Regions from separate parts of the Mus musculus genome. Here all the other regions are linked to region 5. A link is a contact called in public Hi-C, HiChIP or PLAC-seq and promoter capture Hi-C data. All regions are on one chromosome and are shown on one strand. Each heading gives the region's core, a stretch centred on a gene start, on an enhancer-like site or on the middle of the called end of the contact. The rest is flanking DNA. Distances are from core to core; before and after follow the strand shown. Region 1 has its middle 7.2 kb from the start of Gm38603. Region 2 has its middle 14 kb from the start of Gm31472. Region 3 holds the start of Atp5g3 (ATP synthase, H+ transporting, mitochondrial F0 complex, subunit C3 (subunit 9)). Region 4 overlaps Gm50595. Region 5 holds the start of Hoxd11 (homeobox D11). Region 6 has its middle 18 kb from the start of Chn1. Region 7 holds the start of Chn1 (chimerin 1).

The links. Promoter capture Hi-C pulls out the DNA fragments that hold promoters and counts their contacts. A called contact is a pair of places that touch in the nucleus more often than the background predicts. HiChIP or PLAC-seq counts read pairs in DNA pulled down with a chosen protein or histone mark.
Region 1: a contact with region 5 is called in an H3K4me3 HiChIP or PLAC-seq map of embryonic limb bud, with 4 times the contacts expected there. The contact joins the enhancer-like site here to the promoter of Hoxd11 in region 5. A contact is called at or near these places in 14 of 39 promoter capture datasets (the C10 cell line, the HPC-7 cell line, HPC-7-derived erythroid cells and 10 more), 4 of 15 datasets of contacts at CTCF or cohesin (CD8 T cells, embryonic stem cells, large pre-B cells and 1 more), 54 of 484 Hi-C or Micro-C datasets (B cells, the Ba/F3 cell line, the C2C12 cell line and 38 more), 14 of 115 datasets of contacts at active chromatin or transcription factors (the NIH/3T3 cell line, bone marrow-derived macrophages, craniofacial prominence and 10 more) and 4 of 9 other capture datasets (adipose tissue, liver, macrophages and 1 more).
Region 2: a contact with region 5 is called in an H3K4me3 HiChIP or PLAC-seq map of embryonic limb bud, with 5 times the contacts expected there. The contact joins the enhancer-like site here to the promoter of Hoxd11 in region 5. A contact is called at or near these places in 6 of 39 promoter capture datasets (the HPC-7 cell line, HPC-7-derived erythroid cells, cranial neural crest and 4 more), 9 of 115 datasets of contacts at active chromatin or transcription factors (craniofacial prominence, embryonic basal ganglia, embryonic forebrain and 6 more) and 2 of 9 other capture datasets (liver and pancreatic islet).
Region 3: a contact with region 5 is called in an H3K4me3 HiChIP or PLAC-seq map of craniofacial prominence, with 6 times the contacts expected there. The contact joins the promoter of Atp5g3 here to the promoter of Hoxd11 in region 5. A contact is called at or near these places in 10 of 39 promoter capture datasets (the C10 cell line, HPC-7-derived erythroid cells, cranial neural crest and 6 more), 2 of 15 datasets of contacts at CTCF or cohesin (pro-B cells and stem cell-derived epiblast-like cells), 4 of 484 Hi-C or Micro-C datasets (LSK cells, embryonic fibroblasts, embryonic stem cells and 1 more), 22 of 115 datasets of contacts at active chromatin or transcription factors (craniofacial prominence, differentiating embryonic stem cells, embryonic basal ganglia and 12 more) and 3 of 9 other capture datasets (adipose tissue, embryonic stem cells and macrophages).
Region 4: an H3K4me3 HiChIP or PLAC-seq map of embryonic limb bud shows a contact between it and region 5, with 4 times the contacts expected there. The contact joins the enhancer-like site here to the promoter of Hoxd11 in region 5. A contact is called at or near these places in 4 of 39 promoter capture datasets (3T3-L1-derived adipocytes, HPC-7-derived erythroid cells, embryonic stem cells and 1 more), 5 of 115 datasets of contacts at active chromatin or transcription factors (craniofacial prominence, embryonic forebrain, embryonic limb bud and 2 more) and 2 of 9 other capture datasets (adipose tissue and embryonic stem cells).
Region 6: a contact with region 5 is called in a promoter capture Hi-C map of embryonic stem cells, with 7 times the contacts expected there. The contact joins the enhancer-like site here to the promoter of Hoxd11 in region 5. A contact is called at or near these places in 15 of 39 promoter capture datasets (the 3T3-L1 cell line, 3T3-L1-derived adipocytes, the C10 cell line and 9 more), 1 of 15 datasets of contacts at CTCF or cohesin (embryonic stem cells), 8 of 484 Hi-C or Micro-C datasets (the HPC-7 cell line and embryonic stem cells) and 12 of 115 datasets of contacts at active chromatin or transcription factors (embryonic basal ganglia, embryonic forebrain, embryonic hindbrain and 6 more).
Region 7: a contact with region 5 is called in a Hi-C map of embryonic stem cells, with 4 times the contacts expected there. The contact joins the promoter of Chn1 here to the promoter of Hoxd11 in region 5. A contact is called at or near these places in 15 of 39 promoter capture datasets (the 3T3-L1 cell line, 3T3-L1-derived adipocytes, the HPC-7 cell line and 10 more), 11 of 484 Hi-C or Micro-C datasets (the HPC-7 cell line, cerebellum, embryonic fibroblasts and 2 more), 11 of 115 datasets of contacts at active chromatin or transcription factors (astrocytes, bone marrow-derived macrophages, craniofacial prominence and 8 more) and 2 of 9 other capture datasets (liver and pancreatic islet).

Annotation. Positions count from the first base shown.
Region 1 is chr2:73,952,206-73,956,013 of GRCm38.p6, reverse strand. No RefSeq gene overlaps it. Among named protein-coding and RNA genes, the nearest start is that of Gm38603, 7.2 kb to the left of the region's middle. Within about 2 kb of position 2,278, at least 12 of the 459 cell types and tissues checked have an H3K27ac peak or open chromatin away from gene starts, as enhancers often do. A contact at or near this core is called in embryonic limb bud and pre-B cells, where this site is marked.
Region 2 is chr2:73,990,493-73,994,015 of GRCm38.p6, reverse strand. No RefSeq gene overlaps it. Among named protein-coding and RNA genes, the nearest start is that of Gm31472, 14 kb to the right of the region's middle. Within about 2 kb of position 1,980, at least 10 of the 459 cell types and tissues checked have an H3K27ac peak or open chromatin away from gene starts, as enhancers often do.
Region 3 is chr2:73,909,205-73,912,623 of GRCm38.p6, reverse strand. Atp5g3 (ATP synthase, H+ transporting, mitochondrial F0 complex, subunit C3 (subunit 9)) reads left to right here and starts at 1,298. Exons shown (of 5, transcript NM_175015.3): 1 at 1,298-1,372; 2 at 1,564-1,669; 3 at 2,683-2,760; 4 at 3,247-3,419. The coding sequence starts at 1,631.
Region 4 is chr2:75,490,918-75,494,295 of GRCm38.p6, reverse strand. The region is part of intron 2 of Gm50595; the gene reads left to right. Among named protein-coding and RNA genes, the nearest start is that of Gm39854, 16 kb to the left of the region's middle. Within about 2 kb of position 1,640, at least 12 of the 459 cell types and tissues checked have an H3K27ac peak or open chromatin away from gene starts, as enhancers often do. A contact at or near this core is called in embryonic limb bud, where this site is marked.
Region 5 is chr2:74,680,433-74,683,994 of GRCm38.p6, reverse strand. It overlaps Hoxd11 (homeobox D11), which reads right to left and starts at 1,672. Exons shown (of 2, transcript NM_008273.2): 1 at 828-1,672; 2 at 1-92. The coding sequence starts at 1,602.
Region 6 is chr2:73,791,150-73,794,676 of GRCm38.p6, reverse strand. No RefSeq gene overlaps it. Among named protein-coding and RNA genes, the nearest start is that of Chn1, 18 kb to the right of the region's middle. Within about 2 kb of position 2,241, at least 18 of the 459 cell types and tissues checked have an H3K27ac peak or open chromatin away from gene starts, as enhancers often do. A contact at or near this core is called in embryonic stem cells, where this site is marked.
Region 7 is chr2:73,773,969-73,777,405 of GRCm38.p6, reverse strand. Chn1 (chimerin 1) reads left to right here and starts at 2,060. Exons shown (of 13, transcript NM_001113246.2): 1 at 2,060-2,383. The coding sequence starts at 2,365.

The sequences.
Region 1 (3,808 bases), core at 1,029-3,528, 730 kb after region 5:
CTGCCTTAGAGAGAGAGAGAGAGAGAGAGAGAGAGAGAGAGAGAGAGAGGGAGAGAGAGAGAGAGAAGGAAGGAAGGAAGAGAGAGAAGGAAATTTGCATCCAAACAAAACTCGATTATCAACTTGATTTGCAACTGACAAAGTGTGGAAGCAACCATGACCTCCAGGTAATAAACAATGATGTATCCAAACAACAGAAATCACGGTTAAAAAAAAAGAGAGAGAGAGCTATCAACCCAGGAGAAGACACTCAAGAGCCTTAAGCACAAGATACTAGTTAAAAGAAACCAGTCTTTAAGAACTACTGCTATATGATTCAGCTATGACATCTGGAGAAAGCAAAGCCATGGAGAGAGTAAAAGGACCGATGGCTGCCAGAATGGAAGAGAGTGGTGAGGGCGTGAAGTACGGTGGACTTGCAGGACGAGGAGTCTGTTACTTTACATCTGTCCAAAGCCATGGATGGTAGAGCACCCAGAGGGAACCCTGGTGCCAACTCTAAACTTGGGTGAAAATGAAGTGTGGTCACCAGCTATGACCTATGTGCCATTCCAGTTGGAGAGCTAGGGATGAGAAAGGCCGTGTGTGTGTGTGTGTGTGTGTGTGTGTGTGTGTGTGTGTGTGTGTGTGTGTGTGTGTAAAGGTGGGGCCTCCAGGAACAATCTCTGTACCTCCCACTCAAGTTCTGCCCAGGAAAGCTCTTATAAGCAGCCTGCTCAAAATGCCTTAGGATACATTAACTGACTTCGCTAAGATGCTGCATGTGTGACAGTTTTATGTCTGATGACATTTGCTTCTAAATGCAACCTTGTTGCGGTGTCTCTCCTCCCAAATACAGCCCTGTGAAGTAAGTTCTGTCATTACCTCCATCCCCATCTTACATGAGATTTGAAGAGGCTGAGAAACTCGGCCAAAGGTCACCATCAAATTGGACAAAGCCTAGCCTAGAATATTGGTCATCACACCAAGTTGTCTCAGGCCACAGAAAGTATTTCATTGTAACATATAAACAGGCTTGTTGATAATGATGGGATAAGAAAGACTGTGGACTGAAATTTTGTATGAAGCTATTTACAAATAGGCCCCACAGCCCCAACACCAGTGAGTGAAAGAGCGACTTTGTGTCGGAGAGCTTTTCCTGTGTGTTCACGTGATATTTGCAAACCTTTTTCTATCAAAGGGAGAGGAAAAAAAAACAGCTAAAAGTTTTCTAATGTAAGAAATTTAAGTTGCTTCTAATGATTTATGTCCTCACTAAAAATGAAAAAGAAAAAAATGGTCCTTATTATGTGTAAAATGAAGTAAAATATGACTTCTTCACTTTTTAATGATTTATGGGTTGTACCTCATACTGCGCCCTCACAGGGCACATACAAAGGTAAGACTCGGATCATTAATAATGCACAGGACGCCACATCTGGTTGGTCCTCCCAGGTGAATCAAGCCAAAGCCTGATTTAACAGATGGACACTGCACCGTTTCCTGATGGTAAAATCACCAGATGTTTAGAGATTCCAGACGTACAGAGGCAGGAGGAACGTGTTAATGATGAGGGTCCTAGCATCCCTCTGAATTAGCTTACTTCTTAACACTGCCTTTTTATTTTAACACATTGAATATACATATATATATGAATTGTGCTATTATTTGAAATTTAATTAAAATAAGATTTTTTCCCTAGAATATTCTAAAATTAAACAACAAAGTTCATGTTCTTACATGCTGTTACCGCACATTCCCCAAAGCTTGTCATTTTTTTTCCTTGTTTCATTTCTCGCTGACTTTCATCTGCAGATGCCCTCCCATTGGCCTGGGCCAGGGGCCTTCTGGTGTAGATCTGTTATTCTTGCTAGGCTCTCTCTCCCTGACTGTGCAGTTGACCCTCTATCTCTGCTGCAGGGGCGAGCTGCCTTGCTACAACACTTTCTTGGCTGTGTCTGTTAGTTTTAACGCCCTCCTTCTAAGACAGAGAGTTGATTCCAGTCTCATTCAAAAAGAGGAAGGTTAAAGGAAGCCAGCAATAGGGGTGTCAGGGAGTGAAACTAAAACAGTGCACCCAGTAGGGCTACAGGAAGGATTTCATTCTGTTGTAAGGAGGAGGAACATGAGATTGACAGCCATATAAGGAGAAAGGCCAAAGTTCAAATCCTGACATCAATAATTACTAAGTGATTTTACCCTTGGACAAGTCACTTAAATCACTGCACCTTGGGTCTCAACTTTCTCCTCTGTGCATACTTCCAAGGATTGCGTTAAAGATTAAATTAAATTGTGGGATGAATAGGAATACACTTTGTACTTTGTACAGAATAAGTTCTAAGAAGAAAACAGAGAGATAACATGTGGACTTCACACATTCCTTTGGGATATTTCTGGGTTAGGACCTGGCTTATACCAGCTTTAATTCAATTGTTCATCTCACTGATCAAGATGAGGATCCTGCACTTTCCTTAAATAAAAATGCTTACTTAGAACTGGAAGCTGGCTAAGCTCCCCACCCCCACCCACCCCCACAACAGCTAAGCCCTTCCTTCTGAGCACAGTTCTTCACTATGGTTCCCCCACTCAGGTGGCCCTCTGGGTCCATCTATCTACAAAAATAAGCTACGATTAAAAAGAAGAAAGGGAGGACTTTCTCCAAGGACTTTCCTGTGTGTTTTTAACAGGGTGAAGTTGCCCCAGGGTTAAGCACTGTGTTACCAACTGATGGAACACAGAGGCTTGGTCCCTGAACAGTAAGGTTCAACTTCCCTTCTTCATATTCTCCCCCAAATGCCTGCTGGGTGTCTGTTTAATTAGTGAGCAAATAGTGATTCCCAGAGATTATAGAGTCTTTAGCGTTCACGAGGAGAGAGTCCCAAATGTTTTCCCAGCAGTATACACAATCATTTCCTACTTTTAAATAGTAGGCTGATCTGAATATTAACTACTTGCCAATTTCAACACACCTCTCCTATAAACATCCCCTTCCTGGGCTGGGAGGAAGCCCACACGAGGTGATCCTGTGTCGTTCTCTAACTTTCTTTTTTTATGATTGGTGCAGAGCATCTGATTATTTCCAGGTGTTTCAGATTTTCTCATGGCCTCCTTGTTATCCCCCCACCCCCACACCCTTTGAGTCCCTTTGGCAATGAATGTGACCATGAGATCCAAAGCCGTAAAGGATGTATTCGCCACTTCCCTCTTATGTCTGTCTCTTTACTTAACCACAAGCTCACTGTCTTTATCCATGTTAATTCCCTGGGGTATTCACACAGCATTTGTGTTGAGTGCCTTAATTTTGATCTTCCCTAATCAGTCCCTGCCAGATGGTAGTTAAAGTTTAATGGCCCCTGTAAAAAAAATGGTTCCCTTTCTTCTTTCATCAGTCATGTGTGTTTACTTAGCGAACTGCTGGATGTTCGGAATGAACACAAAGTGACCACCAGCAAAACGAATTCAACAAACACACCAACTTAATACTTTTCATGGTAGCTAAAGATGTTGCCTGCCGCTATCCAACCGCCCATTACCCTTACCTTTTATCATCTCTCCGTGGCTGCCCTGTTAGTTTTCTCTTCATTTTATCTCCTTTCTCGGGTTGCTGGAGGCCTGGCAGTCTTCAATATGAAGCGATTAAAGTGTGTAGACACATCTCAGCTCAGTCACATTTAAGTGCTAGCTTGATGGCATTTGGCATGTTGGGAGAGCTTTCCACACCCAAAGGATCCAAGAAAAGCATCGTTCTTTATGATTCAGATAAAGACGCAGAGACAGCTCAAGAGGCCACCCAAGAGGCCATGATAGAAACTTGGCACCCTCAAGAAAT
Region 2 (3,523 bases), core at 731-3,230, 690 kb after region 5:
AACTCCTCTAGGCTCCACCCAGAAGCTACCTAGCAACAGCTTGTGTCTTTGCCCAACAGGTATGAGCTAGAGCAGGTGTATAAGAAGACAACTTCTCTCTCTCTCTCTCTCTCTCTCTCTCTCTCTCTCTCTCTCTCTCTCCCTCTCTCTCTCTCTCTCTCTCTCTCTCTCTCTCTCTCTCTCCCCTCTCTCTTGTCCTTCTCTGTCTCTGCCCACCACTATCACCTTTCTTTGCCTGCCTGTACCTCAACTCCATGTCCCCTTCCCATCCTCTAATAAATTTCCTTCTATACTAGGCCTGTCGTAAGGCTGATTGTTCAGTACGACACCTCTGCATGGGCCCACTGAGATGCTCCCTCCTGCTGCATTATACCACCATTTTATAAAACACAACAATGTGTGTGCATCCTTAGCTTTCTCCGGCTGCCATAACAACATACCACATGCTGAGCAATTTACAAAGCAAAAAAAAAAAAAAAAAAGAAAAGAAAGAAAAAAGAAAAGACCGCTTCTTTTTGAAATGTATTTTCTCCCAGTCTTGAGGTCCAAGATCAAAGTGCTGGTTTCACATAAGGCTCCTCTCCTCTGTTCACAGGTGGCTCTCCTCTCTGATGACTGTGTGTGTCTAAACCTTCTCTTTTTTATAAGGAATTAAATTAGATTGGTGGCTCCTTGGAAAAAGCACTCGCCATCAAGTGTGAGCCAGTGTTCTGGTCCTCCAAGCCTACATAAAAGCCAGGTAGATGAGAGTTCTCTGTAATCCCAGAACTCAGGAAACAAAAACAGGATATCTCCAGGGCAAAATGGCTAGACTGACTAATCTTAATTGGCTGGTGGGTCCTGGTTTCGGCAAAAGGCCCTTCTTTAACAAATATAATAGAGTGTGATGGAGGAAAGCATGCAAGGTTAATTTCAGTCCTCAGTGAGCATGCTCATACATGCATATACACGCACATCGATGCACATAGGCACTGTTTGTGGGGATGGTGCGTGCTTGTGCATGTGCGTTGACTAGACTGGGGAGACTCTCCATTCACTCACCTCTTTAAAATCCCTATACCCACCCACACACACTGAGACCTAAGGGGTTGGGGTTTCAGCCCAGGAGTTTGGAAAGGACACACGATGCAGGTCCTTACTGAGCAGTTTCACCCTGCAGATATTCCTTGGGATGAGGTTGGCCTCTACATCTCTGCATTTCCCTGCACTAACACCCAAATTTCTTTGCCCCAAGTCACCCTTACTTGAGTTACAGTGGGAATGAACAGTGTGCCCAGTACACTAAACGGATATGCCAAGTCCACACAGTAGTGGTCTCAAAACATGCTCTGGTTAATGGCATAAGTCGAGGGGACGGAGAGGGGAGACCAATGGCATAAGTCGAAGGGATGGAGAGGGGAGACCAATAGGAAGTTTCACAGCCTGAGCTGCACAGAAACAGATTCCATCACCCAGACTCTTTTCTACTTTTGCTCTCTCTTCCACCCTATGGAGTGAAGGAAATCAAATCCTGAGGAGGAGGGGAGAGCTGGTTATCCTAAATAACAATGGTATCTGTGGGGTCAAGGTCAAGTGGAGATAGAGGAAGAGGAGACCAGGAGGGTGCGCTCCAGTTAAAGGGACCTGAAGAGACTTAGAACACTTGTCTCAGTATCAGCAAGGTGTTGCTTTATCCTTGTTCATCCCTGTTTGGTTGTACTCTAGAAGACAGTGAGTGTGCTCATCAGGAAAGTGTCCCCCTTCCTCAAAAAGATAACAGTGTCCAGGAGGCCTGGGAATCCTCCAGTAGGTTGTAGAAATACACACAGCATGAACATGGAAAGGAAAAACACAAACAACCCATTCCCTGGGCTGTTTTTCTCCTTTCCCAGTTACAAGAGGAGGGCTTGCAAATGTGAGTGTCTGTGTAATTCAAGCCCTGGCGGAGTGCCTTCTACAGGGCTCTGCACTGTGTTCGATAAATGGATGTTGTCAATGACGACACCATTGTGCAGTCACATTTGTTTCTTCGGCCGGATGCACGGCATCTGCATGGTTCCATTGTTCTTTGGGGGCTCTTCCCTCCTTAAAATGATGGATCGCCCGGTAATAAGAGTGCTTGTGCCTTTATCACCGCCCATTGTGCCTCCTTTGGCTTCCCTTTCACTGCCAGGGCCATCGGCTGAGGATCCGCTCAGTCTCTTGTTGGCTTTGTGGTACCTAGCAGCTCCCAGCCATTCTGGTTTTAAAATATCGGAAGCTCTTTGATTGTAATCATCGGGGTTTGTCGGTTAGAGGAGGTACGGATTGTGTTTTAATTGTTCGGAAACAACAGTATCCTGACTAGCCTTAGCCAAGTGAGTCTCCCCTGAGCAAAGATGACCCAGCTGGTGAAAATGAAGGAGCAGATTCAGCAATAAAAACCAGGGGGTGGCCTACCAGACGGGTTATCTTCTTCTTTAACCTTGGAGCCAATCTCCAAATGCAGATGTCGAAAATAAAAATATAAATGAATACATTAAGCACCTAGACTAATGTTTTAGCAAATAATCATCACAAGCTGTAAGCTTGATCCCTCGTCTCTGTATGTGGCGTTGCTACTGTGGCACTCGCTATGATACCCATTACTGCATCCACAGATCAGAGCCCAGGAGACAACAGCCCCTGGAGGAAGAGTCAGTGGGAAAACAAAAGCCCCAGTTTTTATTTTCCACACAATCACAAAGTGCAGTGAAGGTGCTGTGATAGAGTCAGATACCATACACAGGGTACAGCGACAGACTCCACAGCTCAGGGACAAATCTCACTGAGGAGATATGACCTACACAACTACAGTTCCCAAAGGATCCCCCTGATGTTTAGGCCTGAATTAGAAATCTGCATTAACAACTTAGTCATTTTTCTCCTGCATTGTATAACAGTTACAATGTATGTGCCATTTGCCTTACTTAAAGCCTTGACTGTGTCCCCTGGGCTTTCTGATAGCTCTACCGGTGGCTCTGGTGCTACCAGATGTTTTGAACAAGCAATAGCACAACTGTCTTCCCCAGCCTTTGTTGAGCAGTAAAGATGTAAGAGCACTCCATCTGGACCTTGTCCTAGCCCACAGACAGAACAACAGCACCCTACAATGGGTATGGGGGAAGGAACCCTAAAACCAGATCTAAGAGATCGGGGTCCTGCTGCCTGACTGCCATTTCATTAGCAGACGAGGGAAGGTCATTGTAGCACTGTCACCACTGGGGACTGTCACCACTGGGGACTGTCACCACTGGGGACTTTGGGCATCCAGCAAACAAAACCATCCACAAGAAAGTATTGACTAAGCCGCTGCTCTACCCGTTTCCCTCTTCAAATGCTTCTTCAGGCTAGGAATGAGCAGGGAAACTCTTGGCTCCTCATTTTAATGTGATAGTTACATTTTATCTTATTCTAAATTAAACACTTGAAAGAGGCTTTGGCTACTTTGTTCGTCAGTGTTCTGAAGCTTCTAGCTGGAGAGCTGAGGGATATGACTATGGAGTCCATAAGCCATGGGTACTTA
Region 3 (3,419 bases), core at 49-2,548, 770 kb after region 5:
AGATTTGAAAAGTCAAGAAGTGTCTAGGAGGAGGAGGGGGGAGGAAATGGGAGGGAGTGGTGTTTGAATAAAAAATTGGCCCCCACGGGTCCATAGGGAATGGCACCGTTAGGAGGTGTGGCCTTGTTGGAGGAAGTGTGTAACTGGGGGGGGGGGGGGTGCAGGCTTTGAGGTTTCAGAAGCATAAGGCAAGCATAATGGCTAACAGTGGTCTCTTCTGGCTGCCTGCCTTCTTCCTTCAGCTATTCTCAGCTCTGTCTCCAGCACCGTGTCTGCCTGAACACTGCCATGCTTCCTGCCATGCTGAAAATGGACTAAACCTCTGAAACTGTAAGCCAGCCCCAATTAAATGTTTGTTTGTTTGTTTCTAAGAGTTGCGGTAGTCGTGGTGTCTCTTCACAGCATTAAAACCCTAAAACAGGGGAGAACCTATGAGATTATATTATCTCAAAAAAACTATTTTAAAAAAATCAATAAGAAGACCAGACGTTGAACTACAGCCATTTATCTGAGACATTTCTGCATCCATCTGGTTTGTTCAAAGTTATCAGAACTGGGTGCTGAATAGATTTTGAAAACTATTCAGGCACTTTTTTAGTCCGAAATGATGATACATTATTATCTCTTAATTCTCCCAGTTATAATGGTGGAAGGCAGCAGAACACAGTGGTACATGGCTTTAATGTCAGCACTTGGAAAACAGAGGCAGGAGGATTTCTGTGAGTTGAAGGCTAGCCTAGTCTACAGAGTTGCAAAGCTCTTGAACCGTCATTTGTTCTTCCCAGGACTTCTAGGTAGGTCTTCTGAGAAAAGATTTGTCGTCTTAAACAAAAGCAAACAAACAAACAAACAAAAAACCCTGTTTTAGAGTCTTACAAAGAAATAATCCCGCTGGAGTTGGTTATGAAGAAGCTAACTACTTGGAAGGGTGAAAGTGGACGATCAAGGTTCTCCCTAACTTACATACTGAGCTCAAGGCCTGCCTGAGCAACTCACCCTGTTTGAAATAAAAGCCAAATCAGGGTCGGCTTGTAGCTCCCTGGGAGAACCCCTGCCTGGCACGTGCAAGGAGCGAGGCTCAGTCTGCGATAGCGACAACAACTAAAAATTATCTGCACCGTTAGTAACACTAACAAAGCCAAGAGTCGTCTTCAGTGTGCTTTTCATTTCACTGGCCGCCAGCCGGTCACGGAGGGGGCCTGTCATTGTCCTCCTCTGAGAGTTACCAATAAAGTTGTTACAAAGTGACCTTGAGCGTCTTCCCCCGCCTTCTCCATCCGGGTGCTGCGGCGCGGATAAGAGCCGCACCGCGCTTGCGCGCCCAGCCCCACTGCTTCGACCTCTGCCGCCGCCACTGCCGCCGCCTCGGGAGGTAAGCGAAGGTAAACGGAGGGCGCGGGGCCCGGGCCGGGGCGGAGCGGGTCTCCCGGCCCTGTCCACCGGGCTTGCGCTTCCCGGGCACGCGGCCACGCTGACCGCCTGCGCGGGGCCCCTCGGGGCCGGGGTGGCAAGGACAGGCCCCTGGGGGGGACACTTGACCTTAAGCCTCTTTTCGCTCCGCAGAGAGGAAGCGGGAGAGGAGCCCACGTCGCCTGTCACCTAGATCCACGCCGCGCCGCCAGGAAGAAAGATGTTCGCCTGCGCCAAGCTCGCCCGCACCCCCGCTCTGGTGCGTAACCCGGGCCTCGGCCCAGCATTCACGCCGAGGGACCGGCTCTCCTTCACCCTTGCCCCGATGTCCTCTCCTCCCTCCCTCCCTCCCAACCCTGGGGCCCGCAGACAGTTCCCGGCCATGTGTCCCCCCCGAGGCCTAGCTGACAGGCCTTCTGGGCGTAGGTCACAGCCTCCTTGCTCGTGGAGCGCGCCCCTCCCCCACCGCCCGGTCCCTATGGAGTTGGGGTCGACGCGAAGGTCGGGGTGCTGAGAAGTCAGGAAGGGGCAGCTGAGGCCTAGTTGCCTGCACAGCGTTTCCCGTGCGCGTCTGTAGGTCAAACTCGCCGCTGCAGAGGGAGGGACTTTGCTTCCTTGTGTGGGCGGAGAAAGGTGTTGGGGAGCCCCGAAGCTTGCTTTTTTGGAGGCTTTAAGTGAAGTCTGAATCTAAAAGATTTGTGCTAGAGAATCGGGTCCTGGTTCTGGAGGGATTTTCTGTGACCTTAGTGTCCGTGGACACTCAAGGGCAGAGAAGCCAGACTGCCAGATGTCCTTATAGTGAGAGTATTGCAACGGCTGTTAAGCTGACATCAAAATGCTTAACTCTATAGTAAATTTAGAATTAGTGGGTATTTAGGAATCCTTTGAAAATTGTAGGAGCTTCATTAGCTGCTGGACTGTTGTAAATGATCAAAATCATAGCGACACCCTTATGAGCCCACATAACTTACTTGAATTTACAGCACTACAGTTACTGAAACTTCCACAACACTCAGTCACTTGGTAACTAATTGGTCTTAGGATTTTTGTTTACAGATAGATTAAATAGAACATTCCATGGTTCATTAGCATAAAATTTTAGGTTGGCTTTGTGTATGCACAATGACCAAAGGCCATGCTAATTGCAGAGATAATAAATCTGTTCGTTCTCTTCTGCTTTCTCCTTTAGAGTTTAAAGTTGCACAAGAGGTCACTGAAGACTAATGTGTACTCTTTAGTACTTGAAATTCTTTCTTTTCCTTCCATTAATAGATCCGAGCTGGATCCAGAGTTGCATATAGACCAATTTCTGCATCAGTGTTATCTCGGCCAGAGACTAGGACTGGAGAGGTGAGTATTAATAACAGAAATTAGGAAACACTGTCAATAAGTCTTACAGAGTTGTTATCATGAAGGGGTGTATTAATGGGTGGTTTCTTTCCAGTTTTATTAAATAATACATAGAAGGTGAGCCACTGAGAGGAACTTTTGGCCAGCACAACCTTCTGAATTAGCAAATAAATATTTTAGGCTGTATTTATAGTTTTGAGTTATCTGTGTTTAAAATAGCCACGGTTATCCAAAAAAGCCTGCTTTGTTGAAAAGCATATTCATTATTCTGTTTTATACTTTTAAAAATCCTAAGAGGTATAGGTCTTGTTAACTATCTTATACGAGATAAGAATTATATCAAGCTCTTGGTTTTCTTTTTCCTTGAGCCATACAATTATTTATTCATACCAAGCTATAGTATAAAGAAGTTACTGGTTTTGGCACTATAGTAGTTAAAATCAATGTGATTACTGAATTGACCTTTGCCTTATTTCCTCTTCCCAGGGCTCTACAGTTTTTAATGGGGCCCAGAATGGTGTGTGTCAGCTGATCCGAAGGGAGTTTCAGACCAGTGTAATCAGCAGAGACATTGATACTGCTGCCAAATTCATTGGTGCAGGTGCTGCAACAGTAGGAGTTGCTGGTTCTGGTGCTGGTATTGGAACAGTCTTTGGCAG
Region 4 (3,378 bases), core at 391-2,890, 810 kb before region 5:
TCCTCCTTCTTCTTTTTTTTGTTGTTGTTAATTTACATGGCAATTAGTTTAAACCCAGAGTCAGGCACTCCTTCCAAGGTTGATTTGAGTTCCTCTTTGCAGGTTGCCCTGAGAATGATTTAGCTTTCTGCTTTGTTTTTCTGTAGTAATTGGGGCAAAGAGAATGTGTTATATATTGTTAACTCTCTGTTGGGTGGAAGACTTGCAACTGGGCAATGTAAGTTAAAAAAAATCATTACTGAATTAGGGTCTCTCTCCTTCTCCCCCTCCCTCCTCCTTCCTCTCCCTGTCACCTCTCCCCTCCCCCTCCCCCTTCCCCTTCTCTCTCTTTCCCTTAGCAGTGTAGAAGAGATAGTATGACAACCTCTTGCTTCCTTGGACCCATCCCCTGAATTGAGTACTCCATGGGTAAATAGAAAGCTGTGAGTGTAACTGTTGGCTCACATTTCCCCTTATGTGTAATGGAAACAACAAACGTTTTCCTTTGTGAAAACCTAAAAGCCTGTGTAAGCTTTTGAGAGGAGGTTGAAGTCAACGCTCCACACTGACTGCACTTCACAACAGCGATTCTCACGAGGAGCAGGAGGCTGCACTGATTGTCTGGGGCACACCGATATGACAGACACTGTCAACGCTGTAATTAAAACAACAACAACAACAAACCCACAAATAAACACGATCCTTCCAGATGGCTCTTGATGGGCCTTTTGAGAAAGTCAACAATAACTTCCGTTTCCGAAGACCTGGAAAGCTCTCTGCATTAGCTAATGTCAGGGCATGGCTTGCCTAGCCAGAGCAGAACAAGTTACCATTGCCAAGGACAAACATGGTGCCCCCTGTGCCCTCCTTATCCATGCCTTCTGTAATTGAGAGGGATAATTACAATGGCGCAGGCGCTGAGGTACATACGTGGCCAATGCTCATGAGTCTAACTAACTTGTGGTTTGTCTTGACTCAGTAGCAAAGTGGAGAGAGGCCCTGCAGAAAGGCATCTCCTGCTGCTGCTTTCCAAGGTAGCCCCTCGCCATAGCAGTAAACTCCCAGATTGCAAGTCCTTCAACTACCTCTTATTAGCTGGCTGACACTGGGCATCTGTATGATACCATCTGAAGCTATGTTTCTTTACTTAGAAGACAGGCGATAAAATCGAGTACCTGAGTGAGCTCTTAATGCCGTGGCTGGCACAGGCCAAGTGTTCACATGTACCAATTTTTCACTAAAGAGGACTTAGAAAATAAATGAAAAATAAACTTTGAGGGTAACTGATGTTCTTGAACATTAAAAAAATCACCTCCAGTTTGGCCCAGTCTTAAGTCATCCTTTAAAAATGAGAGTTAAAAAAAAGAATATATATATATTTTTTTTTTTCTTTGAGATATGGTCTTGTTATATAGCCCAGCCTGGGCTTGAGTTCATGATCTTTTTGTCTCAGCCCCTGAGTTCTGCGATTACTGGTAGGTGCACTCAGCCTGAGCTAGCCACTTTTAATACATGACTTTGTCTGTCTTTAATCAAGAGCACCCCCACCTGTGGCCGGTTTCCTTTAAAGTTCTTCAATTGCCTTCAGCGGTTTTATGTATTCACCCCTAAGCTGTGGAAAGAACAGAATGTGAACACTTCGCCTGGCCTCAAATGTTTAGACTTTGCTGTTCCAAACAGTCAATAAATAAGGAGTGCCTATCACATCATTAGGGGATTCAACTTTCATTCCATTGCTTCAAGAATTTGCAGAATTTAAGATGTGAAAAAAAAAAAAAACCAGGAAAACAGAAGAGAATCTTCCCTGTTGTGGGAACTGTAGGTCTCTCTTTTACAGAGCTTGAAGAACTTGAGCCATGGGCACTTTCTTCCATGAAGAATTTCTCCTGCACTGGAAGACTGAAACAAGAGTCCTGAGTCCCCGTAGGAATCTTCAGCTTGTAATTGGAAAAGTGTGCACTGGTGTGGAGCTGGGCCACTGCCAGGCTGTGTGTGACAGGAGCCAGTCTCTGCTGAGCTCCGAAGCATTTTGCAGTTTATGGCAAATCAGTGTCTCCACTGGAGTCCTTTTTAATAGGCTTATTTAGGTGGCATTGTGTGTGTGTGTGTGTGTGTGTGTGTGTGTGTGTGTGTGTGTGTGTGTTGGCTTAGGGAGAAAAGCTTTTTCTGAGAGCTTTGCAAAGCATCACTGCAGCCCTGGAGGGAACAGGTTTTGGTTTTGTGGTGTTTTGCTTTCAACTGAGAGTTGATGCTCTTTGGTTTCTCCTTTAAACAACCCCCCCCTCCCTCATTGCTTTGAGCAGTGTCCCTGGACTTGGGGGAACTCCCTCACAATGTAGCAATTACTGATTTATGTTCCAGTGATAAGAATGTGTTTTACTGTGGTCATAATATTTGTCCAACTTAACTACTATGTACTGTAAAGTATCATAAAAGCTTCTCAGATCAAACATTATGAGACAAAGGATCATGAACTGCCCCCAATCTATGCACTCCGACTCCTATGAGATCTGTGGGCATGCCACCATGAAGAGAGGACAGATAGAGAAGCCTGTGCCCTCCCACTCCAATTTAGGTCATCTGAACCTTCCCGATGCCTGCTTGTCATCAGCTGAGCCCCTGGGTTAAGGTTTAAAACCTGTTATTTCCCTGGCTTCACCTCATTGTAGCATCAATCTTCCTCCTTTGGAAATTAGGAATTTCACTTAGATTTGCTGTCAACATGTAAACCTGGCTTGGGTTCATGTCTATTCTATGATACTTTTCCCTATCTTATCTTCTATTTTGATCAGTTACTGTTAAGGATACCTTTTTAAGGCATTCCCCCCCCCCATTTTTTTAAAAATAGGGTCTCATGTAGCTTTGACTTGTCTGGAACTCACTGTGGAAACTAGGCTGACTTTGAACTCTGCCTGCCTCTGTCTCCATCCCCAGTGCTGGGATTAAAGGCATGTGCTACCACACCCCCAATCCAATGTATCTTGATTATTTCCACTCTTAACTCCTCCTTCCATTCTCCCCAGAGCTCCAAGCATGTCCTCTTCCTACCTTTATGTCCTTTCCATTCATTTTATAACCTACTGAGTCCAGTTAGGATTACCCCTGGGTGCACGAGTGAGGTCATTCTCAGGAGCATGGGCAACCTGTCAGCAGCCACACCTTAGTGTGGCTTGTCAACTGCTAATAGCTCCTGTGTTGGGGCAAGGTTTCTCTAGCCCTTCTTCCATGTCTGCTGGGGTGTGGAGTGATTTGATCTTGCTCAGGTAACCAGAGTTGCTGGGAGTTGATGACAGTTATCCTGCAGTCCAGCAGACAGCATCTCACAGGACCCTCCCACTCTCTGGCTTTCACATTCTTTTTGCTCTCTCTTCCCTGTTGTTCTCTGAACCCTGGAGAGAT
Region 5 (3,562 bases), core at 423-2,922:
TATGTATACATTAAAGAAAAACTCGCGTTCCAGTTCGCGGATCTGGTACTTGGTGTAGGGACAGCGCTTTTTCCGGGACCTCTGGGGGGCCACTGCAAGGAAAAGAAACCAAGAGGTGAGAGAGGCTACTGCTTGCCCCCACCCACTCTGGCCACTGAGCTAGGGCCAGGCCTTGGCCCAGTTAGGGACGTCCCTTGCCGCCGTTGAAAGGCCCTGCCTGCGTCGTGGGGGATGATATATGGGCGGGCACAGTAGAGTGCGGGCGTGGACATGTGTTCACGCCCGGACACACACACACACACACACACACACACACACACACTCTAGGCTGGCACTGAGATAGGAAAAAGGATGATGGCAAGGCAGGCTCTGAACTGGAACATGAAGGGAGAGAGACAAGAGCGCGCCCACAGGAGCATCTGCTCAACTCCGAGCTGAGCGCCAGCCAGAGGTTGGGGTTAAGTCCAGTGCGGCAGATCACTTACCCTCTCCCTGAAAGGCAGGAGGCTCTCGTGTTCCCACTCATCAACTGGCTGCAAATGTACTTCCCTCCTCTAAGGTCCTCAACTCACCCACCCCCCCCCCACCCAAATAGAGGGAAAGCTCTCTACGGCGATTAATGTCCTCTTCGAAGTCTACCTTAAGCCCACCTAAATTGGTTTCCTATCATAAACACGCTTTACAACGACCCGGGAAATCTTATAGGATGTATAAACCCCCTCGAATGCTTATAAAGTAGCACATAAAACGGCGCAAGCAGAGGGAGGTCCCCACCGCCCCCCCTCCGCCGCCCCGGGCCAGCCCCTCGGCCCGCGCCCCGCGCCTACCTGTGCCGCCGCTCTTTTCGGCCCCCGCCTCCCCCGGGGGGCCCTCGCCTTCACCGCCACCGCCTTCCGCCGCCCCCTTGGGCTCTGGGCCCGGAGTCGCCTTGGCGCAGGGACTGCCCCCGCCGCCACCAGCCCCTGGCTTGGGGTCGCCCTTGTCAGCGGCGCCCTCGGGCTGTGGCGGCGCGGGAGCGGGCTGGGGCTGCGGGCCGGCGAAGGGGGGTCCGGGCGCCGCCTCGTAGAACTGATCAAAGCCCTGGGGCAGGATGCCGTTGCGACCCACGGCGCTGTAGAAGTTAGAGGCTGCGGCCGCCGGACCGTGCGGCGGCCCGGGAGCGCCGCACACCGGCTCGGGAGCCTTGAAGAGCACGTCTGGCCGGCGGCCGGCGGGCGGGAGCAGATCTCGTTGCATGGCCGCCTCCTCGGCCGCCGCCGCTGCCGCCGCTGCCGCCGCTGCCGCGGCGTAGTAGGGAGCGTAGCCCCCGGAGCCGCCACCACCCCCGCCGGGACCGCCGCCGCCGCCGCCCCCCGCGCCACCGCCGCCTCCGCCGCGGTACGGCCACTTGGCGCGCTCCAGGCCGTAGTCGCGAAAGGCCACCTCCCGCACGGGCTGGACGTGTGGCGCCAGGTTGGAGGAGTAGGGGAAAGTCATCTGGCACGAGGACGGCTGCGAGAGGAACGACGGCTTGCTGGCGAAGTCCGACGGGGCCACGTAGTAAGCGCAGCCCGGCAGGTACATGCTGGCTGCGCTGGGGCCGCACTCGTCAAAGTCGTTCATGGCTGCGCGGCGTGCACGCCGGCAAGCCTCGGGCCGCTCCCCGCGCCTCCAACCTGAGCCATCGATTGCACAAGAGGCTTGGGCCAGGATCAACTAAGCAAAAATCCCCACCGGGCGCTGACGTGCAATTCATCTTGATTGATTCTGGTGGTAATTATGTCACGTGACGCCATGGAGAGAAATGTCCTTATATCTATATCAGCGCTCGCCAACACGCCCCGGGACGGCTCCTGGCGCCGAGACGCGCGCACGCTGGGGGCGGATCGGCCTCCAGCTCCCGCCAGCTCTCCCAGGGCACTCCCTGAGCAGGCTGCGCTGCAGGCCGGTCACCTGCGCGCCGCCGGCGGCTGCCACCGCTGGGCGCATCTGCCGCCACCGGACTGGGCCGCCCGCCCGCCTTAGCCCGCCCGCGCTGCTTTAAGTACCCGGACCTAGGCCGGAGGGGAGGAGGAGGGAGGGAGGAGGGGGAGGAAGGGGGAAGGGAGAGCAGTCGAGAGCGGTGGTGGTGGTGGTGGTGGGGGGAGCCCCGGCCCTGGCACAGAGGACTAGGTGTGAGAGTGTGAGGTTCCCACCCCCACCTTTCCTGCAGCCGCTCCCTCCCCCGCGACACAGCCACCCTCCGTAGCTCACCGGCTGGGAGCTTGTTGCTTCTTGTTCAAGGGGCGTAATTGCGACACTCTCTAGGGCGCAGGGAGCCCTGATTTACATATTTCTCTGCGGAGTGCGTTCCGGCTGGTAGGGATTTGGCTCTCTTGGGTTCTGACACCAGGGACAAGAGTGCAGACCCTGGAAAAAACGACTCCCAGGAGCTAGCTTGGCGTGGGCCTTGGTACCCATTCGGCCTTTCTTCTTCCAGGTTTTTCCGCTCTGTTCCCGTCCCTCCTTTCTTTGCTTACTCCTCACTCTTCTCCTTTCTCTCTCCTGTCTTCCTCTCTTCCTTTCCTCGCCTCCATCCTGCTTTCTCTCCTTTCTCCAGTCTTTCTTAGTACCTCCATCCTTTCCCTTTACTCTCTCTCTCTCTCTCTCTCTCTCTCTCTCTCTTTCTCTCTCCTCTCAATACTCAGCCAGCGTGGAAACACAGAGGTCCCGGTTTTCTGGCTTTCCTCAAAGCTCGAGGGTCTGAAGAACAAAAGGAAGATGAGTCCCACTCTCACAGAATAAGGTCCCTACTCACCGCCCACAGACAAACCCCTTGTGCTTTGGCCTTCCTCTCATCGTCTTCTGTGTTCAAGTCTCTTGGAGCTTTCACTGTGTTGGAGCCCCACTAAGCCCTGAGCAATCTCGTGGCATATCCCCAAGACTCCTCTGGAGCCCTTGAATTTGATGGTCATAGCATCTCCCAGGGAGATCGGTTGGTTCTCCAGGGGCCCTCAATAGCGTCTGCCTGCCTGTTGGAGTCTATCTGCACCACCTGACTCCGAGGTAGACTTTCCAGGCCCCCAGCCACTTGCTCCAAAGCCTCACTCATTGGGCTGCGGCAATCCTCTCAGGCCTGGAGTCCAAAAGAGGCCTAGGCTCCCACCTCCAGCTTACCAGGCCTTAGTCTCTCCCCAAATCCAAATCCCAGAACCAAAGGCAGCAGCCTTCCTCCTTCCTCAGTGTTCCTTTACCCAGGATTCAGCCCAGAGGCCTGGGCTTCAGCGCTATGCCCCGTTAGGCAGCTCTGTTCTGGTTTCCTTCCTTTCCCCAGACCGCTGCGGTTCGGGTCCTGTGCTCTTTGCGCACCCAGCCGACTTAAGAGAAAAGGCCGGTGGTCTGAGTTGCTATCTATTTTCTAGCCGTCGCCCCTTCCTCTTCTCCTCCCTCCTTTCTCCATTCCTCTCTTTCCTCCGCCCTCACCCGTGTCTGCTTCCCTCCCCCAAAAACTGCGCAAACAGGTCTGTGGCAGTGACGACTGGTGCTCCCCAAGCTCTCTCCCACTTAGCTGTCCATCCTAGGTGACCCCTCCCTGCAACTACCC
Region 6 (3,527 bases), core at 992-3,491, 890 kb after region 5:
CCTGCGGGTGGGGACAAAGCTCAGGACACTTTGATGCTGGGCAGTGATGGCACACGCCTTTAACCCCAGCACTTGGGAGGCAGAGGCAGGCAGATTTCTGAGTTCAAGGCCAGCTTGGTCTACAAAGTGAGTTCTAGGATAGCCAGGGCTACACAGAGAAACCCTGTCTCGACAAAACAAAACAGAATAAATCTTTGAGAGTGTTGATTCATGTCTCCATAAATGTGAATGCACCAGTTGATTTTACATCACTGGTAGAAACAACAAAAACGACATAAGGGAGAACACATTATTGAGACTCATGGCTTAGTGTTTCAGTCCGCCGTGTCTGAGAAAGCAAGTAGAGAAGCTCAGCCAACGGTGTAGGGTTGGGGCTGCTCGAATATCGACAGTGGACGAGGGGACAGGAAAAGGGCAGAGCCAGCACTCGGCTGGCTTTCCATAGCCCTAGCACACGGCTGGTGCCATTTACACTCACGGTAGGTCTTGCCTCTCGCTTAACCCTCTCTGAAAACGCCCTTATAGACATACACACAGGTGTGCTTCACCATCTTCTAGCTAATTCTAAATTTAATCAAGTTGACAGTGAAGATTAACAGTCACAGTGAACCTATGACTTAACAGGCAACTTCTCATCTTCAACACAACTCTTTTGACTTGTTACTACGCCTTAAAATTTGTACAACAATGGCAGAGTAAACCTATCCTCATTGCTTTGCCCTTTCTGTCTTTCCCCACTAGGCTCTTATTCAATTGTACCGGGAATTATTTTTTCCAGAATGGATCATCCTTACTCAACATGAACTTCCAGGAAGAGTCTACTGTGGGCCCATCCCCACTCTGAACCTACATTGGCATCAGCATGCCTTGAGATGTAACCAACATCTGATGGAAACACACACAGCTTATTCTGCTAACAGGGCAAGGGGAGGCCCTGGGAAGTGGGCCAGCTAGTAAGAGAAGCCTTGTGGGGGAAGCTTTGGCACTATAGTCTACTTGGTCAAAAAACATAAGAGAGGGCTGGAGATGCAGCCTGAGAGTGAAGCATTTGCCTAGCACATATAAGACCCTGGGTTCAACACTGAGCACTGCAGAGAAGGGGGTGGGGGTGGGGGTGGGACGAGGCTAGAGGTTGCTTTAGAAAGGTATTCTGATGACGATAACTCTTCTATTGCTTGAGAAATTGTACCCTTCTTGCACTATTAAAAGTCTCTAAAGAAGCCGGGCGTGGTGGCGCACGCCTTTAATCCCAGCACTCGGGAGGCAAAGGCAGGCGGGTTTCTGAGTTCAAGGCCAGCCTGGTTTACAGAGTGAGTTCCAGGACAGCCAGGGCTATACAGAGAAACCCTGTCTCAAAAAAACAAAACAAAACAAATAAATAAATAAATAAATAAATAAATGTCTCCAAAGAATAAATTAAGGTGCCTTCTTTGCAATCTGACTTTAAAGTGGCTATGAACGTTTATAGTTCTGCATTGTAAGTTTATAGGACTTGTAGTTACAGGACTTACTGTCCTGGCTTATGTTTTAGAGATCAAAGATGATCAGGCTCGGAATCAGATCTCCTGTACAGCTGAAGGGCACACCTAGAATTTGAAACAAAGACATTTGAGAAATGATATCAGGCTGAGGTGGTCTAGGAAATTCCATAATTCAAAGAGTCTGTAGGTAGGGAACTGCTAGAGTCCTGACACCACCCTCCCACAACCAAGTCACAACACTGTTGTCCCCTCCAGTGATTTCTGAGTAGTGCCTCCTCTTTGCATTTCTGCTTTGTCATCAAACTGGTCATAGCAGGCGCGGAGGCACTGGAGATGGGGCTCCCCAAGGACGGAGAAAGCTGTTCTCTGCCCCTCTGAGATGCTAGAGAGGAAGGGAGGCCTTTCTCCACCAGCTCTCACCAAACTGAAAGGTGGCTTGGGTGCTGAGTCGGCAAAGAAACCAAGAAGCATCTGATCCAGTGAAATTAAATTGTCACAGTATGAGCTGGACCCCAAAGCCCTGGGACTGCTTCCCAGCCCTGAAAATGAACGGAAACTTCATGATCCCAATGGGATCTTACAATGTTTGTTTATACTGCTGGGCAGGGCGGAGCTGAAAGGCAACTTGTAGAGAGCTTTTAAAAGTCACACCTAACTCAGAAGGTGAGAGGAAATAGAAAACAACCTTAAGGACCCCAAAGCCGGCTTGGAGGAGCGGGCTTGGAGCCTCCGTGTAGCATGTGATAGTTTGGCCTCTGGGTCCACCTGCTGGTGCGCTTTGCTCTTTCACCGCTGATCACTATACGTGATGCTGTCTCCCTGCAGTGTGGCAACAAGATGTAAAGATGGATTCTCTGAAAGAACCGGAAGAGGGAGTGGTTGGTGAAGAAGGCAAGTCTCTGTGAGGCCAGGTGTGATCGAGGGAGCTCAGTGGATGTGTTTACATTTCTGAAGACGCAGATGCCCCCAGTCCTGCCCCTGAGCCTGTGTAAAGAATGTCTACAGTTGTGAGGCTGGCTGCACAATTGATACCATGGTTGTCAGGTGGCCTCACTTTACCACTACTGAAGGTCAAGGCAGTCAGCAGGTGCCCGCCAGATCTGCATGCAGTCCAGTAGGATTTCCCCCATGCTTGTGCTCGTGCATGCGCGCACGCGCGCGTTTGTGTAACAGTCTACTGCTGAAGCTGCCTGGACAGGCCTGCTGTCGTTGCTTGCACCTTGCACCTTTCACAGCCTCTATGCTTAAGACTTACATGTGTTGTTCAGTCAGCTTGATTTACTAATTCCTAAATTCCCATGCCTCCCTTCTCCAGCTTCAAGGACCAGCAATTCCTCTGACCTGCCAATTTAGATGGCTCGTTTGAGCTTACTTGGGCTATACGTCACAACCCGGAGATAGTACTGGGGTGATGTCACACTTGGAAGTCACTTATTACTAAACTGAATGCAGTAACCCTTGAGGGTTGCTGCAAACAGAACACCTTGACTGACAATATGTGGAATGGTCCATGATGTCAGGGATCCTGGGGAGATCCCCACGCGGAGACAAAAACACTTAGAGTGCAGAGCTTTGAGGAGTTTAACACATGTGGAGACCTGTATGTATCATACCTCCAGCTCCTGATATGCTACATGTAAATGCAGTTTGTGAAGCGGCTAGAGCCAGTTCCAGCTTGGGTGTGTGAAGGGTTGGAATGGTGGTACCCAAGGTATCGAGCATCACAGTTACCGGGAGGGCTTGTTAGAGTAGACTGCTGTCACCAGATGATGTGAGGATGCTGGCTCAGGGGCCATCCTCACAATCAAGATCACGATAACCAGGAGTTAAGCCACTCAGGTGTATATGGTACAAATAGTCAGGCATGTGTTGTGCTCTTGTGGCACCAGCTACTTGAGACAGAAGTAGGAAGATTGCCAGAGCCCAGAATTGAGACCAGCCTTGGCAATATAGTGAGACTTGACTGAGAATGAAAAGACATGATCATACAGAGGAGGAAAGCCTACTGGCAGCAGTTTCAATTAAAATGAATTTAACATATACTTA
Region 7 (3,437 bases), core at 811-3,310, 910 kb after region 5:
GATCCTCAGAGTAACTCCTCAACAGGCAGAGAAAACTCCAGCAAACTGAACTCTCACATCCAAAGGCTTGGTGCTCTGGTAACTCTCATTAAATTGAACTAAGAAAATAAACACTTTTCGGTTCTTAACCTCCATGGACATACAGTCCCGAAGAGAGCTGCTTGTGAATAAAGACTCAGGGCAAGTTGTAATCTCCTGAACTTGAAGTCGACCCACAAATGTAAAACCGCTGAGGACAAAGAATCCACCTTGCTTCTTTGCTTCTAATGGTAAACAGATTTTCCTTTTTAAATTCAAACCAAACATGCTCTAAAGGCTTGGGGGATGGGTGGTGAAGGAGGTTGTCTGGGAGAACTGCAGAAGACTCAGCTTTTCCTCTTGGTTGCCACTAAATAAGCACACATTGGTGGTGGTGGTGGTGGTGGTGGTGGTGGTGGTGGGGATCCTTAAATTGTTCTTTTTTTTCTTTAAATCTGTTCAAATTTCAATGAAAGATTTTAAAAAAGTTTTTGTTTTTAGATGTGAAAAAAATTTTTTTGGTGTGCTTATGTGTACTTTTCTAGGAAGAAGGGAAGTATTTCTTCTAGATACTCCTGGTTGAGACAATGGGCTCTCTAGATACTGATTTATCTGGTTGCAGATTGGATCAGCAGAGATACTATCATGGCTGTAAAATCTGTCCAACAAAGCCTTCTTGAATTTTCATTTATCTTGATGAACTGTAATTTTTTTTTCTCAAGAAAAAAAGGGAGGAGTGCATAAAATCAAAAGGAGATTATTGAAAATAATGTTGTAAAATGTTGGTGATTCCAAGAAATATTTTTATACCAGTAGCTAATGAAAATCTATTTAATGTAAGATCAGGTGCCTAGACGTTTGTTCACTCAGGCTGATTATTTTAATATTTCTTTCTTTTTTGAGTTAACTGGCTTGAAACAAAAGGCTTGGCTCCTCCTTTCTACCGGCTTTTCTTCTTTTCTGATGCTTGAGTGTGCTGTGAAATGATGATTGATTAGCTGCACTCTGTTTGAGGTAGTAATTAGCGTTTTATAAAGATTTGATTCCTGAGATATATTAAATAACACAATAACTAGTTGAAATTTAGAGAAAAGAGGAAAAATGACACCAGGGAACGCGAGGAGCCTGCAAAACAAGAAGTGCACGCAGGAGAAAATGAGGACTGAAGATTAAACAAACACGATTACACACCCAAACACTAACAAACCCTAGACAGAGAAAGTAGGAGGGAAAAGGACTATTTTTATACAGAACAAAGGTAGCAACGAGAAATAAAGTGAAAAACATCACAGTTGAGCCTTTAAAAAACAAACAAACAAAAATCCAAACCCTCAAGCGTTGGATGCCCTCTCGCTAATTAAGGCGACGACAAGGCGAGTAGAAAACACCAGAGCTAGAGACAGTGCCTGTGATTGTCAGATAAAACCCAAAAGCTCCGGGGAATCTTTTGTGGCAGAGACTCGCCAGGCAGCGAGGAACGCTGATGTTTCCCTTAGACAACATCCACAAGGTATAACGTAAAAAAAAAAAAAAAAAAAAAAAAAAAGACACAGTGGCTTTAAGCACCTGCCTTCTAACAGTTATTTTAGATAATTCCCGATGCATTTCAATTACCCGATTCCGGGTATACAGATCGGAAACAAGAGGGGCTCCACCAACCCAAGGGAATGTTAGCAGCATTCACAGGCAGGGACCGCTCGCCGGTTAACCCTGAGGGCGCCGGCAGGAGCTCTATCCTCAGACGAACCCTGGTCCTCAGGAGACCCCGCCTGCCCGCGAGCCCGAGCATCCTCCGCTCTGCTCTCTCATCCCATCCCATTCAAGAAAAATCCCGGGATTTCAGGAGCTGCACCCGCTTAGCCCGGGGCGGCTGTTGCCGTCGCCCCGGGGGTGCGCCTGTTGGGCTTGGGGTGGGGGGCGCAGCCTCACTCTAGGCGCGGCGGATGGGGCGCGTCCCCGTGGGCCGTGCGCGCGCCCGTTGCCATGGTAACGCGCGCTCGGCCGCCCGAGGGGCTGGCGGGAATGCGGCGCGCTCTGGCAAGATGGCGTCGGCGAGGTCGCGGGGTGCGCGGTGAGCGCCGGCCGCCGTCGCTCCGCCCGGCCGGTCGCGCCTCAGGTCCGCCCGCCCGCGCGCGCCCCGCGGGCCCATGGCGGCGACAGGTGCGGGCGCGCGGCGGCTTGCCGGGCTGCCGCGGGCCGGGCGCGCCCCTCGCTAACGCGCGCGTAACTTTTCCTCGCTGCGGCCCCCCGCGGCCTCCGCGCCACGCCCCCCGGGCCGCCGCCCCGCCGAGGTGCCGTCTGCCGGCCGCCGCGGGAGCGAGGAGCGCTGGGCGGCGCGGCTCCACCATGGCTCTGACCCTGTTCGGTGAGTGCCGTCCCCGGCTCCCCGCCGCGGGTGGGCCGCGCCCCGGAGTCGCGTGCGGGCTTGGGGGGGCGCGGGGCGGGCGGGCCGCCTTGTCGGGGCTCCTGGAGCGCGGCCCCGCGCGCCGCTCCCATTGTCTCCTCTCAGGCAGGGCAATGGGCGTGAGCTCCCGGGCCAGTCCTGGGGTCGGGGTGAACACACCGTGCCTCTCTCACATACCAACTTGAGAGGGAAGTTGGCTAGTTGTTTGCAAACCAATTTTCCCTAAGTCGGTAAATAAAGATCCTGGAAAGTTTATTATTATTATTGTTATTATTATTTTGAATAAGATGCGAGAGCATCCCTAGCTTCTCTAGAATTGCCCCGTCCGTGTGTTGCTTCCTGTTGGATTGTTGGGCATTTTGGGGGGACTTGGTACATTGCATTGGAAACAAGAATAATATGTGAACCTAATTTGTTATTGGTTAAAATGTGTGCTCTGAGGAAAGAGGGCAGAAGAAAGTTGGTTACTGTAAGGTAACTGTATTGTTTGGGAAGTGATATTTTGTGGATGTAGTTACTTAACACTATTGTTTCAATGGCTAAGACAGTTTGCAATGACAGTGGGTTGGGGGAAAAGCACTGAAAAGGGACATTTCTTTTTCTTTTACAAAAAACAGACCTTGGTACATCATTTCAAGAGAACTCAGTATGTCAAAACTTAGATTTGCAAAGAATTCAGTTTTTCAAAGTAGGAAGGTGCAATGATGTATTAGGAATAACCTATTATTAATATCCAAGCACATTTCTCACAAGTTATTCGGCATATCCAGTTTCCAGTTAAGTTTTAATTATGTCATCTGACCAGGCACAGTTATGTTGTCACATACCATAAATGCTTTTTGTTGTAAATACCTCCAAGTGAATTCAGCTGCTGGCATCAGTTACTTCTGTTTCTTCTTTCTCTGGAAAATAATATCTTTACTTTACCTTGTATTTAATCTGCATTATTTAATGGAAATGGGGACTTTTTTGTACAAAGGTTACAAATGCTATAAGACTGTACCCTTAGCTTATA